Regions from separate parts of the Ovis aries genome. Here region 2 is linked to region 1. A link is a contact called in public Hi-C data. All regions are on one chromosome and are shown on one strand. Each heading gives the region's core, a stretch centred on a gene start, on an enhancer-like site or on the middle of the called end of the contact. The rest is flanking DNA. Distances are from core to core; before and after follow the strand shown. Region 1 has its middle 150 kb from the start of GALNT1. Region 2 overlaps LOC132658493 (a long non-coding RNA gene).

Region 1 (5,738 bases), core at 1,527-4,026:
ATTTCTTGGCATATTTCAAAATGGGTTCTTTACCCCTCGTGCCAGATGCCCTGGGGTAATTTTTCTCTGATATTTACTGCGGGGATCTGATTGAGCTCCTGAGTGTAAATCACACAGTATTGTGGCGGTCCCTCTGTGCCTGGGTGCCCTGGAGTTTTTAACTCTCAGATTTGTCCACTCTGAGCCTCCAGCAATCACAGTTCAGATTTTCCTAGCCTGTCACCAGTTCCTGCAGTGAATTCTGCTCATGAGCCTACTCCTCTGGTAAGCAGGGGTAAACTGCAACTTCCTGTATCCACCTGACTCTTCAATCTTGGGGCAGTGGTTTGCCCTGTCCTCCTTCTATGGATCCAAGAAGAAGTGTTGATTTTCCAGCCTGTTTAGCTTTTTATACATTGTTAGAATGGATGGTGACTTTCAAGCTCCTTGCATGTGGAACTGGAAACCAGAATTCCATCCTGTAGCTCTTAGACTTCCACGGTTCCTTCAGTTCAGTTCAGTCATTCAGTCGTGTCCTCAGACTCTTTGTGACCCCATGGACTGAAGCACGCCAGGCTTCCCTGTTCTTCACTATCTCCTGGAGTTTGCTCAAACTCATGTCCATTGAGTCAATGATGCCATTCAACCATCTCATCCTCTGTCTCCCTCTTTTCTCTTGCCCTAAATCTTTCCCAGCATCAAAGTCTTTTCCAGTAAGCCAGTTCTTTGCATCAGGTGGCCAAAGTACTGGAGCTTCAGCATCAGTCCTTCCAATGGATATTCAGGATTGATTTCCTTTAGGATGGACTGGTTGGATCTCCTTGCAGTCCAAGGGACGCTCAAGAGTCTTCTTCCAACACCACAGTTCAAAAGCCTCAATTCTTCGGTACTCAGCTTTATGGTCCAACTTTCACATCTATACATGACTACTGGAAAAAACATAGCTTTGACTAGATGGACTTTGCCAGCAAAGTAATGTCTCTGTTTTTCTAGAGTTTTTAATTTCTTATAGTTTTTAAATTCACTTCTTTGTATAGTATTTTTTAAACAGTTTGCTCAAGATACTATACTATTTAAATGTATATAACATCAGTTTACTGAGGTTAACATTTTTCAGTTCAAGTAAAGCAATTATGTTTTTAACACTCATTCTCTTTGTGTCCTGAATGTACAGATGAGATTTTTAAATCAGGATTAGATTTCTCATTATTGACCAAAAATAACAAGCATGTGCTTCTCCCATATCCGTAATGAAAGTCAGGTCAATACGATGAGAGTGAGCTCAAATACAAAGACACATGCAGGGTGGGGTGGTCCTAAGATGGCAGAGGAATAGGACGGGAGACCACTTTCTCCCCCAGAAATTCATCAAAAGAACATCTGAACACTGAGTAAATTCCACAAAACAATTTCTGAATGCCAGCAGAGGACATCAGGCACCCAGAAAAGCAGCCCATTGTCTTCGAAAGGAGGTAGGAAAAAACATAAAAGATGAAAGAGAGACAAAAGAGGTAGGAATGGAGGTCTGTCCTGGGAAAGGGAAAGGGAAGTCGCTCAGTCGTGTCCGACTCTTCATGACCCCATGGACTGCAGCCCACCGGGCTCCTCCGTCCATGGGATTTTCCAGGCAAGAGTACTGGAGTGGGGTGCCATCGCCTTCTCCAATGAATGAGTCTACCTATTTGTAAAAATGTGACTGATGAAAACAGTGCAATCACTAGGTTATCACACTGTGCAAGTTCAGTTGTCAAGAGGGAGCAACTCAAAGGACATCACACAATCTATAAATCAGCTGGAAGGAGCCATCCTGGGAAGGGAGTCTTTAAAAAGAGAGAAGTTTCCAAACACCAGGAAATACTCTCACTGCTGAGTCTGTGGCAAGCCTTGGAACCACAGAGGGCAACATAACAGGGAGGAAAAATAAGTAATCAAAACACACAGATTACTTGCCCAGTGGTAACTTCCAGCAGAGAAGCAGCACAGACGCCTGCATCCGCCACTAGCAAGTGAGGGCTGGGCAGGGAGGTGGGGGCTGCATTGCTTAGAGTAAGGACTTGGCCTGAATGCCCCAAGGGCAATCTGAGGGAACTAACATGGGCTAGCAAACCAGACTGTGCGATAACTACCATGCAAGGAACCTAAGGAACCTAAGACACCACCAGGACCGCTCACGGAACAAAGGCCCTGACCTGGGACACCGTCAGGCCCGCTCACAGAACAAAAGATGGAGCAGAGCTAGCCAGCTGCAGACCAGCCATGCCCCTCCGGTGACAGGCAGGCGAGGGCAGCCAGAGCCGGAAGAGGGCAATCGCGGCCCCAGAGAGGCATTATCTACCAAACTGCAAGCAGGCTTCGTTGCTAACCAAGACTTCTTGGGACTCTGGATGGTCAACTTCTGCCTGAGAAGGTATGCCGGTTGTACACCCAGAAAACCAAGCGGCAGGGACGGGGGAGGCGATAAGTCGCAACGACCGTGCTCGCCAAACACCTGGTCACCTGAGCTGCTCGGACCTGGGAAGGGCACAAAATGCAGGCCCAACCGAGTCTGCACCTCTGAGGACTATCTGAGTGCCTGAACCTGAGCGGCTTAGACCTGGGAGGTGCATGCAGCCCAAGCCGGCCTCAGACAGTTCCCAGCGGAGCAACCTAGAGCCTCAGCAGTGTAGGCAGGGAAACCACACACACTGTGAGTGGGGCAAACCCAGTGTGGCCGAGACACTGCGAGCACACGCCAGTGTTACTTGTTTGCAGCGTCCCTCCCTCCCCACAGCACGACTGAACAAGTGAGCTTAAAAAAGTGTCCACCACTGCCCCCTTGAGTCAGGGCGGAAATTAGACACTGAAGAGACCAGCAAACAGAAGAAGCTGAAACAGAGGGAACTGCCTTGGAAGTGGCAGGTGCAATAGACTAAAACCCTGTAGTTAGCACCGACTACATAGGAAGGAGCCTATAGATCTTGAGAAATGTAAGCTGGATCAAGGAACTATCTGAAATTAACTGACCCCACACTGCTCACAACACCACCAGAGGAAGTGCTAGGTATATTTGTACCATTTTTACTATCATTCTTTAATTTAAAAAATATTTTTTTAATTTCAAGTCCTCTATTACTCCTTTAATTTTCATTTTTATAACCTACTATTACTTTGCAAAAAGAGAGACCTGTTTTTTTAAAGCAAACTTCATATATACATATTTTATAATTTTTGTGACTTTGTCTTTTTTTTCTTTAATATTGTATTATTAAAAATCCAACCTCTACTCTAGATTTTTAATCTTTTTGGTATTTGTTATCAATTTTGTACCTTTAAGAACCCAATCTTCAGTACCCATTTTCACTTGGGAACAAGATTACTGGCTTGACTGCTCTCTCCCCCTTTGGACTCTTCTTTTTCTCCACCAGGTCACCTCTATCTCCTCCCTCCTTCTTTTCTTCTCTACCCAACTCTGTGAATCTCTTTGTGTGTTCTGGGCTGGGGAGAACATTTAGGGAACTGATTACTGGTTGGATCTGTCTCTCTCCTTCTGATTCCCCTCTTTATCCTCCTGGCCACCTCTGTCTCCTTTCTCCCTCTTCTCTTCTCTATATAACTCTGTGAAGATCTCTGAGCAGTCCAGACTGTGGAGCGCACATAAGGAAGTAATTACTGGTTAGCTTGCTCTCTCCTCTTTTGATTCCACCTCATCTCATCCTGGTCACTTCTATCTCCCTCCTCCCCCTTCTCTTCTCCACGTAACTCTGTGAACCTCTCTGTGTGTCCCTCACTGTGGAGAAACTTTTCATCTCTAACATAGATGTTCTATCAATGGTGCTGTATAGATGGAGAAGTCTTGAGGCTATTGTAAAAATAGACTGAAAACCAGAAGCAGGAGGCTTAAGTCCAAATCCTGAGAACACCAGAGAACTACTGACTCCAGGGAATATTAATCGACAGGAACTCATCAAACACCTCCATACCTACACTGAAACCAAGCACCACCAAGGGCCAACAAGTTCCAGAGCAAGACATACCATGCAAATTCTCCAGCAACACAGGAACATAGCCCTAAGCTTCAATATACAGGCTGCCCAAAGTCACTCCAAACCCACTGACATCTCATAACTCATTACTGGACACTTCATTGCACTCCAGAGAGAAGAAATCTAGCTCCACCCACCAGAACACTGACACAAGCTTCCCTAACCAGGAAACCTTGACAAGCCACCTGTACAACCCCACCCACAGCGAGGAACTCTACAATAAAGAGAACTCCTCAAACTGCCAGAATACAGAAAGGCCACCCCAAACACAGCAATATAAACAAGATGAAGAGACAGAGGAATACCCAGCAGGTAAAGGAACAGGATAAATGCCCACCAAACCAATCAAAAGAGGAAGAGATAGGGAATCTACCTGATAAAGAATTCCGAATAATGATAGTGAAAATGATCTAAAATCTTGAAAACAAAATAGAATCACAGATAAATAGCCTGGAGACAAGGATTGAGAAGATGCAAGAAAGGTTTAACAAGGACCTAGAAGAAATAAAAAAGAGTCAATATATAATGAATAATGCAATAAATGAGATAAAAAACACTCTGGAGGGAATAAATAGTAGAATAACGGAGGCAGAAGATAGGATTAGTGAGGTAGAAGATAGAATGGTAGAAATAAATGAATCAGAGAGGAAAAAAGAAAAACTAAGTAAAAGAAATGAGGACAATCTCAGAGATCTCTGAGATGTTAAATGCCCCAACATTCAAATCATAGGAGTCTCAGAAGAAGAAGACAAAAGAAAGACCATGAGAAAATACTTGAGGAAATAATCGGGAAGGAAATAATCACTCAAGTCCAAAAAACCCAGAGAGTTCCAAATAGGATAAACCCAAGGCAAAACACCCCAAGACACATATTAATCAAATTAACAAAGATCAAACACAAAGAACAAATATTAAAAGCAGCAAGGAAAAACAACAAAATAACACACAAGGGGATTCCCATAAGGACAAGAGCTGATCTTTCAATAGAAACTCTTCAGGCCAGGAGGGAATGGCAAGACATTCTTAAAGTGATGAAAGAAAATAACCTACAGCCCAGCAAGGATCTCATTCAAATATGAAGGAGAAATCAAAAGCTTTACAGACAAGCAAAAGCTGAGAGAATTAAGCACCACCAAACCAGCTCTCCAACAAATGCTAAAGGATCTTCTCTAGACAGGACACAAAAAGGGTGTATAAACTCAAACCCAAAACAATAAAGTAAATCGAAACAGGATCATACTTATCAATAATTACCTTAAATGTAAATGGGTTGAATGCCCCAACCAAAAGACAAAGACTGGCTGAATAGATACAAAAACAAGACCCCTATATATGTTGTCCACAAGAGATCCACCTCAAAACAAGGGACACATACAGACTGAAAGTGAAGGGCTGGAAAAAGATATTCCACACAAAGAGAGACCAAAAGAAAGCAGGAGTAGCAACACTCATATCAGATAAAATAGACTTTAAAACAAAGGCTGTGAAAACAGACAAAGAAGGACACTACATAATGATCAAAGGATCAATCCAAGAAGATGATATAACAATTATAAATATATATGCACCCAACATAGGAGCACCGCAATATGTAAGACAAATGCTAACAAGTATGAAAGGGGAAATTAACAATAACACAATAATAGTGGGAGACTTTAATACCCCACTCACACCTATGGATAGATCAACTAAACAGAACGTTAACAAGGAAACTCAAACTTTAAATGATACAATAGA
Region 2 (6,435 bases), core at 2,639-5,138, 320 kb before region 1:
TTAATGTACGATGTTATGTTAGTTTTAAGTATAGTACATAGTGATTTGACTTTCGCATACATTATGAAATGATTATGCAATAGATCTAGTAACCATCTGTCCCCACACAAGGATAATACAAAATTGTGGGCTATATTCCTTATGCTGTATATTCTATCCCTGTAGCTTATTTATTTTATAACTAGAGGTTTGTACCTCTTAATCTCCTTCACTTATTTTTCCCCACCTTCCTACTCAGTTTCAGTAACGTTTAATAGTATTGTTGAAGGTTCCAGATTTGTTTAACAATACTGAGAGACCCTTACAGCTTCATCAAGAGAGTCTGACCATTAATGTTGACAACACCTAGAAAACTAAGCAAATAAAAAAGAAGCAATGTAATGATCTTCCAAGAGCAAGAACATACAAGGGTATCACCAGAAAGAAAATATATAACAATTTCTGGCCCACCTGTGAACAATGCTTACAAAATCATAAAATGGAAAAGATGACTAATTTTGTATTATACCTATATTTAGAGTCATCATTTAAATGTATGATAATATTAAATTAAAATTAAATATTGAAAGATATATTTGTATTTCTGTGTGTGTGTGTGCTGAGTCGCCTAAGTCTTGTCCGACTCTTTGCAACTCTATGGATTATAGCCCACCAGGCTCCTCTGTGCATGGGATTCTCCAGGCAAGAATACTGGAGTTGGTTGCTGTGCCCTCCTCCGGGGATCTTCCTGACCCAGAGATGGAACCCGCGTCTCTTGTTTCTCCTGCATTGGCAGGCGGGTTCTTACCACTAGCACCACCTGGGAAGCCCATATTTGTATTCCAATATATTTTAACTCAATATTGCATTATCACTATAATTAGAGGAGAAGGTGAAATGGTCCACTGAAGTAATACAGTGTTTTTGCCTTCTCCTCCACAAGAGGGCGCAAGGTGAATACGATTTTCAAGTCCATTGTTTCACTCGTGCCTTTGGCTGTGGCCGGGGATGACCACTTACTCCCATCTGGGTAGAGTTGACAAACTATTATTGTTAATATCTAAACAACTGTCTTTGGGGTCGGGAAGCTGTTGAAGGGATACCCAGATGAAGAAGTCACGACTTAAGTACTCACAATCTGGTGGGAACACAAACTCACAGAGGGAACAAAAATAACACATTTGGAGGGCGTGCTAAGGGCGCAAGGAGTCCCGCGGACGATGAGTTGGGGTGTTCCTTCGGAGAGGTTGCAACGCTTGGGGGCGATGTGTTTGAATGAAGCAGAGCGGTGGCGTGGACTGCGCATGCACAGCTCCACTGTGGGGGCACCGAGGGCGGGGTGGGGGTGGGGGTTGCTGTGGGAACGTAGGAAATTCTACACCAGCAGACCCGAGGCCGCAGACAACACTGCCTGCAAACACTGGGCAGTTTCTGAGGTCTGTTCTCCTTTCTTTGTCCCTTGAAATCTGCTCTGTACCCTCAAGGGCCCATGACCTTCACGCAGTTATCCCCTGCCCATTGCCCCCCAAATCCCCCAGCCCAAGACCTTCTCAGGTGTAGTTCAGTCTCTCCTCGCAGAGGCCTTTCCTTGTCCAGAGCCCTTCCTTCCTAGCTGCTGCTGCTGTTTCTGCTGCTGCTAAGTCGCTTCAGTCCCTCCTAGAGACTGGTGCTTTCTTTCAGGCCTTCCTGCTCCTCGAGGGTCTGCTCCCTGACCTCTCACCTCTTCTCTCCTGGCCGGTCCTCCTCAATGCCAAGATTGCCGCCCTTCTTCCCCCTGGTCTCACACCTGTTGCCCCGTCAGCTCCCTCTCTAGAGGCCTGCAAAGTGTTGACTTAAAAAATATCACAGCCTACAGTGTGATCATCCTCCTGTGGGACTTACCCCCATCCTCCAGGGCCCCGTGGGGTCTGGGGCACGTGTGATGTGAGTCAGGGTATGTGTGTGTGTGTGTGTGTGTGTGTGTGTGTGTGTGTGTGTTTTACTAACCCTACTATGAACAGAACCCCTGGGTTTACGGATGTTTCCCCATCATGACAACCACCCCGAGTGTTAAATAGTGGAAGGGATTGATAGAGTCTAGTTTTTAGGCATAGGAAACAGCTTAACTGGTGTAATGGAATCTGACTCAGAGATGCAATCAGATATTCTTGGTGCCGTAGTGTAAGGAGATCTAAAGGTACTTTGTGAAATGTTAGTCGTTCAGTCGTGTCCGACTCTTGGGACCCTATGGACTGTAGCCTGCCAGGCTCCTCTGTCCATGGGATTTTCTCCAGGCAAGAATACGGGAGGGAGGGGTTCAGGATAGGGGGCACATGTGTACCTGTGACTGATTCACATCGATGTATGGCAAAACCCACCACAATATTGTAAAGTAATTATCCTCCAATTAAAATAAATAATTAAAAAAAAAAAGAATACTGGAGCAGATTTCCATGACCTCCTCCAGGGGATCTTCTGCCCTGAGTGCCCTTAGGCCCCAGGAACTCACACTGAAGTTGATGACTGTGACATCTTTGTTTCCTGATATGGCAGGAAATATTCCGTTTCTCAAAAGGGACTGATTTGCAGGACCCCTGGGGCTCTGGTTGGTGTTGGAGAAGACTCTTGAGAGTCCCTTGGACTGCAAGGAGATCCAACCAGTCCATTCTGAAGGAGATCAACCCTGGGATTTCTTTGGAAGGAATGATGCTAAAGCTGAAACTCCAGTACTTTGGCCACCTCATGAGAAGAGTTGACTCATTGGAAAAGACTCTGATGCTGGGAGGGATTGGGGGCAGGAGGAGAAGGGGACGACAGAGGATGAGATGGCTGGATGGCATCACGGACACGATGGACGTGAGTCTGAGTGAACTCCGGGAGATGGTGATGAACAGGGAGGCCTGGGGTGCTGCGATTCATGGGGTCGCAAAGAGTCAGACACGACTGAGCGACTGCACTGAACTGAACTGAACTGGGGCTCTGGTGAATATGGCTGGCATGCTTTCACACCTCTCCTTTTCCCTTGGTGTCCTCGTCTTCACACTGTACCCTGGGCATTTCAATCTGATATTTCCAAAGCAACGACACTGCTCACGGACTCTGAGCCTAAAGTGTGAAAACGTCTGCACCATCCTTGCAGATCTTAAATCTGGTTCTAAGTGAGCTTGTCCACCGTACAGTGTGATGGTGTTGGGGAATCACAGGGTCGCGTGCACAGGCCCGCCTCCTGGTGCCGCCCTTCCTGCCCGGGCACCTGGGCAAGTGAAAGGACCTCTCGGAATCTCCGTGCCCCCATCTGTAAAATGAAGCCAGTGAGCAATTACCGCGTGGGATTGTCCTGAGAAGTAAAGGAGGTAACAATAAATGAGACAGTCTTTCCTAAGCACCTAGGAAATCGCTTACGCTAAAAGGAAGTGCTTAAAAAAAAAATGCAGGTATTATTATTACTGGGGCTTCCCCTGGTGGCTCAGTTGGTGAAGAACCTGCCTGCAATGCAGAAGACACATGTTCAATCCGTGGGTCGGGTAGATCCCTTGGAGGAGGAAATGGCAACCCACTCCAGTATTCTGGCCTGGAAAATTCCATGGACAGAGGAGCCTGGCGGGCTATACAGTCCATAGAGTCCCAAGAGTCAGACATGACTTAGCGACTAAATCCCCACCCCACCATTATTATTATCTGTTTTTTCTTCGTCTGTGACACTCAAGTGGGATTGCCAAGGGCAGACTGAATGATCTCCAGGAGGCTCCTTCAAGCTCCACTCTGAGTTTCTCAGATATGACCTGCCATACCCGCTGGGCAAGCTAGTGACTCAATCCTGATAACTTCCCTCTTCTGTTTATCTCCTCTGGCAACCCCCACGCACCCTACCCCGCCCTGTGACACCTCCCAGCAGCTCTTTGTGCTAAATTCCTCTGAGTGGTTTCAGTTCTGGGTGCAGTGGCTTTGCCATCTGGGGAGTCGGCCCCAGACAAGTGGCGTCCAGAGGAGACCTCACGACCTCTGCTCGCAGTCAGGTTTCTAGATATGAATATGGGTCAAAGGACACTGTATTGGTTGCTCTGAAAGCCACCTGGTGTATGCACGTGTTTTCATTTCTATTCTGGAACAAAATCTTACTCAGCCTACAATGGGGCAGTGTTTCTGGGCCTGAGGGGAGGCGGAACCTTCACTGACGTGTCCAGCTGGTCAGGTTGTCCCTTCCCCTAAGACATTTCTGTTTCCTGGCATTTTTGCTGCCTTCCTGCTTTAGAACAACAGCAGCCATGAGTAAACCCTTCACACACTGCATGTGCCTTGAAGCACAGCACGACCGAGAAGAGGGCTCCCGTCAGCCCAGTTTGGACCCAGGTGCTATTTTCCCAAGTGACCGAGGGAAGGCACGAGTGTTTCCTAAGGACCAGGCTCAGCCACTCAAATGAGAAAGCTGGCCTGGGGTCAGCTTGTATCCCAACCGAGAAGGCTCCCCGACACTCAGAACCCCACAGTTCTGAGGCTGCATCAGACACCTGGAGGCTGAGGCAGGAGTCTTGAGTGACAGACTGCAAAGAGATCCCCAGAGACTAGGAGATCATTGAAGAATCCACAAAAATACCTCAGGGAAGAAAGGACTTGCTTTATGGGGAGGGCTGGTGCCAGAGCATCACGGAATTCCAAGTTATACAAGCACTTCCTGCCCTTCCTTCCCCTCCACCCTGCAAGGTCACAGCAAAGGATGGGATGAAAGTCATAAAAGAGGTTGGAGGGAAAAGAGAAAAGCATTAGAATGTTTCCCCCTGCAGGTGGGATGGGAAACCCAGCCCAAGAATGAAATTTAAAGTTTTCATTATTGTTGTTGAAAAGCTGGCTTAAAGCTCAACATTCAAAAAACAAAGATCATGGCATCCAGTCCCATCACTTCATGGCAAATAGATGGGGAAAAAGTGGAAACGGTGACAGATTTTATTTCCTTGGACTCCAGAATCACTGCACACGGTGACTGGAGTCATGAAATTAAAAAACGCTTGCTCCTTGGGAGAAAAACTATGACAAACCTAGACAGCACCTTAAAAAGTAGAGACGTCACTTTGCTGACAAAGGTCCTTATAGTCACAGCTATGGTTTTTCCAGTAGTCACGTATGGATGTGAGAGTTGGATGATAAAGAAGGCTGAGCACCAAAGAATTGATGCTTTTGAATTGTGGTCCTGGAGAAGACTCTTGAGAGTCCCTAGGACTGCAAGGAAATCAAACCTATAAATCCTAAAGGAACTCAACCCTGAATATTCATGTAAGGACTGATGCTGAAGCTGAAGCTCTAATACTTTGGCCACCTGATGCAAAGAGCCAACTCATAGGAAAAGACCCTGATGCTGGGAAAGATTGAGGGCTGGAAGAGAAGGAGGGCGACAGAGGATGAGATGGTTGGATGGCATCATTGACTTAGTGGACATGAGTTTGAGCAACTCATCCGGGAGATAGTGGAAGGACAGGGAAGCCTGGCATGCTGCAGTTCACAGGGTCGCAAAGGGTCGGACATAACTGAGCTACTGAACAACTAGACCTGCTATGACAAGAGGATCTTTGGTGACTCATAAGTAACCAGATGGAGCAGTAGCTGCAGGGAAGGTGTTTCTACGGTGGGTGAGGTTGCAGCGTGACTAAAAGCCTACTTTTTGTTTAAATGCTCCATGGTGGTAGTACGTCAAAGCCAGGGTGATATCTAGTCACCCTGTAAATAGGAACGCTCATGGAGTTCTGCCTCTCACCAGACTATAATGGCAACTGATCACATGTATATTACAGCACCAGTGGTTCTGAGATGAAGTTCCACCCCAGGACAGCGTAGGTGGGATTGGACAGTGTCTGAATTATTTAGAAGTGCTATAGGCTGGTGGAAAAAAAAAAAAATTCAAGGATTAGGAAAGAGGAGAAAAACTCCAAAAAAAAATCTTCATATAAATGGAAATTATTTTTAAAAAATCTACCAACACATGAAAGTTAACTATGTTGGATTTAAAAATGAGTATCAACTCCCACTCCCTGCCCCAGAATGGCTTGCCTAGAGCCCAAGGGGTCTATGGACATCCTAAGCGTTGGTGAGGCTGATGGTCTCAGTTTTAGAGAGTGGCCAGCTAAAGCAGGAGCGTATCTGATGACTAGGGGCACCTTCAACATTTCATGAACACGTGCTGTTTGTTCTAGCTCTCAGAGAAGAAAGGATGTGGAGACTGGCATTTGCTGGTTGCAGGCAAGGAAGTTTAACGTGGAAGACATGGGCATATTTTATAACAATACAAGCTATGGTGAATGTCAGGATTTGTTAAAACGTGATTAAATGACAGCATGCCTCAAAACAAAAATTTAAATTGAATAGAATGAATTTAACTGCTAAACCAAAGCACATAAATTATGTTTTCAAAAGGCAACAGAATTCTGCTCCTAGCCAAGGTAGAGTAGCAGAGACTGTATTTACTTTCCCATCTGAAACAACTGAAAG

The links. A called contact is a pair of places that touch in the nucleus more often than the background predicts.
Region 2: a Hi-C map of hypothalamus shows a contact between it and region 1, with 4 times the contacts expected there. The contact joins two enhancer-like sites. A contact is called at or near these places in 6 of 16 Hi-C or Micro-C datasets (blood, hypothalamus, liver and 2 more).

Annotation. Positions count from the first base shown.
Region 1 is chr23:21,709,154-21,714,891 of ARS-UI_Ramb_v3.0, reverse strand. No RefSeq gene overlaps it. Among named protein-coding and RNA genes, the nearest start is that of GALNT1, 150 kb to the left of the region's middle. Within about 2 kb of position 2,776, at least 2 of the 54 cell types and tissues checked have an H3K27ac peak or open chromatin away from gene starts, as enhancers often do. A contact at or near this core is called in hypothalamus, where this site is marked.
Region 2 is chr23:22,030,869-22,037,303 of ARS-UI_Ramb_v3.0, reverse strand. The region is part of intron 1 of LOC132658493 (a long non-coding RNA gene); the gene reads right to left. Among named protein-coding and RNA genes, the nearest start is that of ZNF24, 44 kb to the left of the region's middle. Within about 2 kb of position 3,888, at least 17 of the 54 cell types and tissues checked have an H3K27ac peak or open chromatin away from gene starts, as enhancers often do. A contact at or near this core is called in hypothalamus, where this site is marked.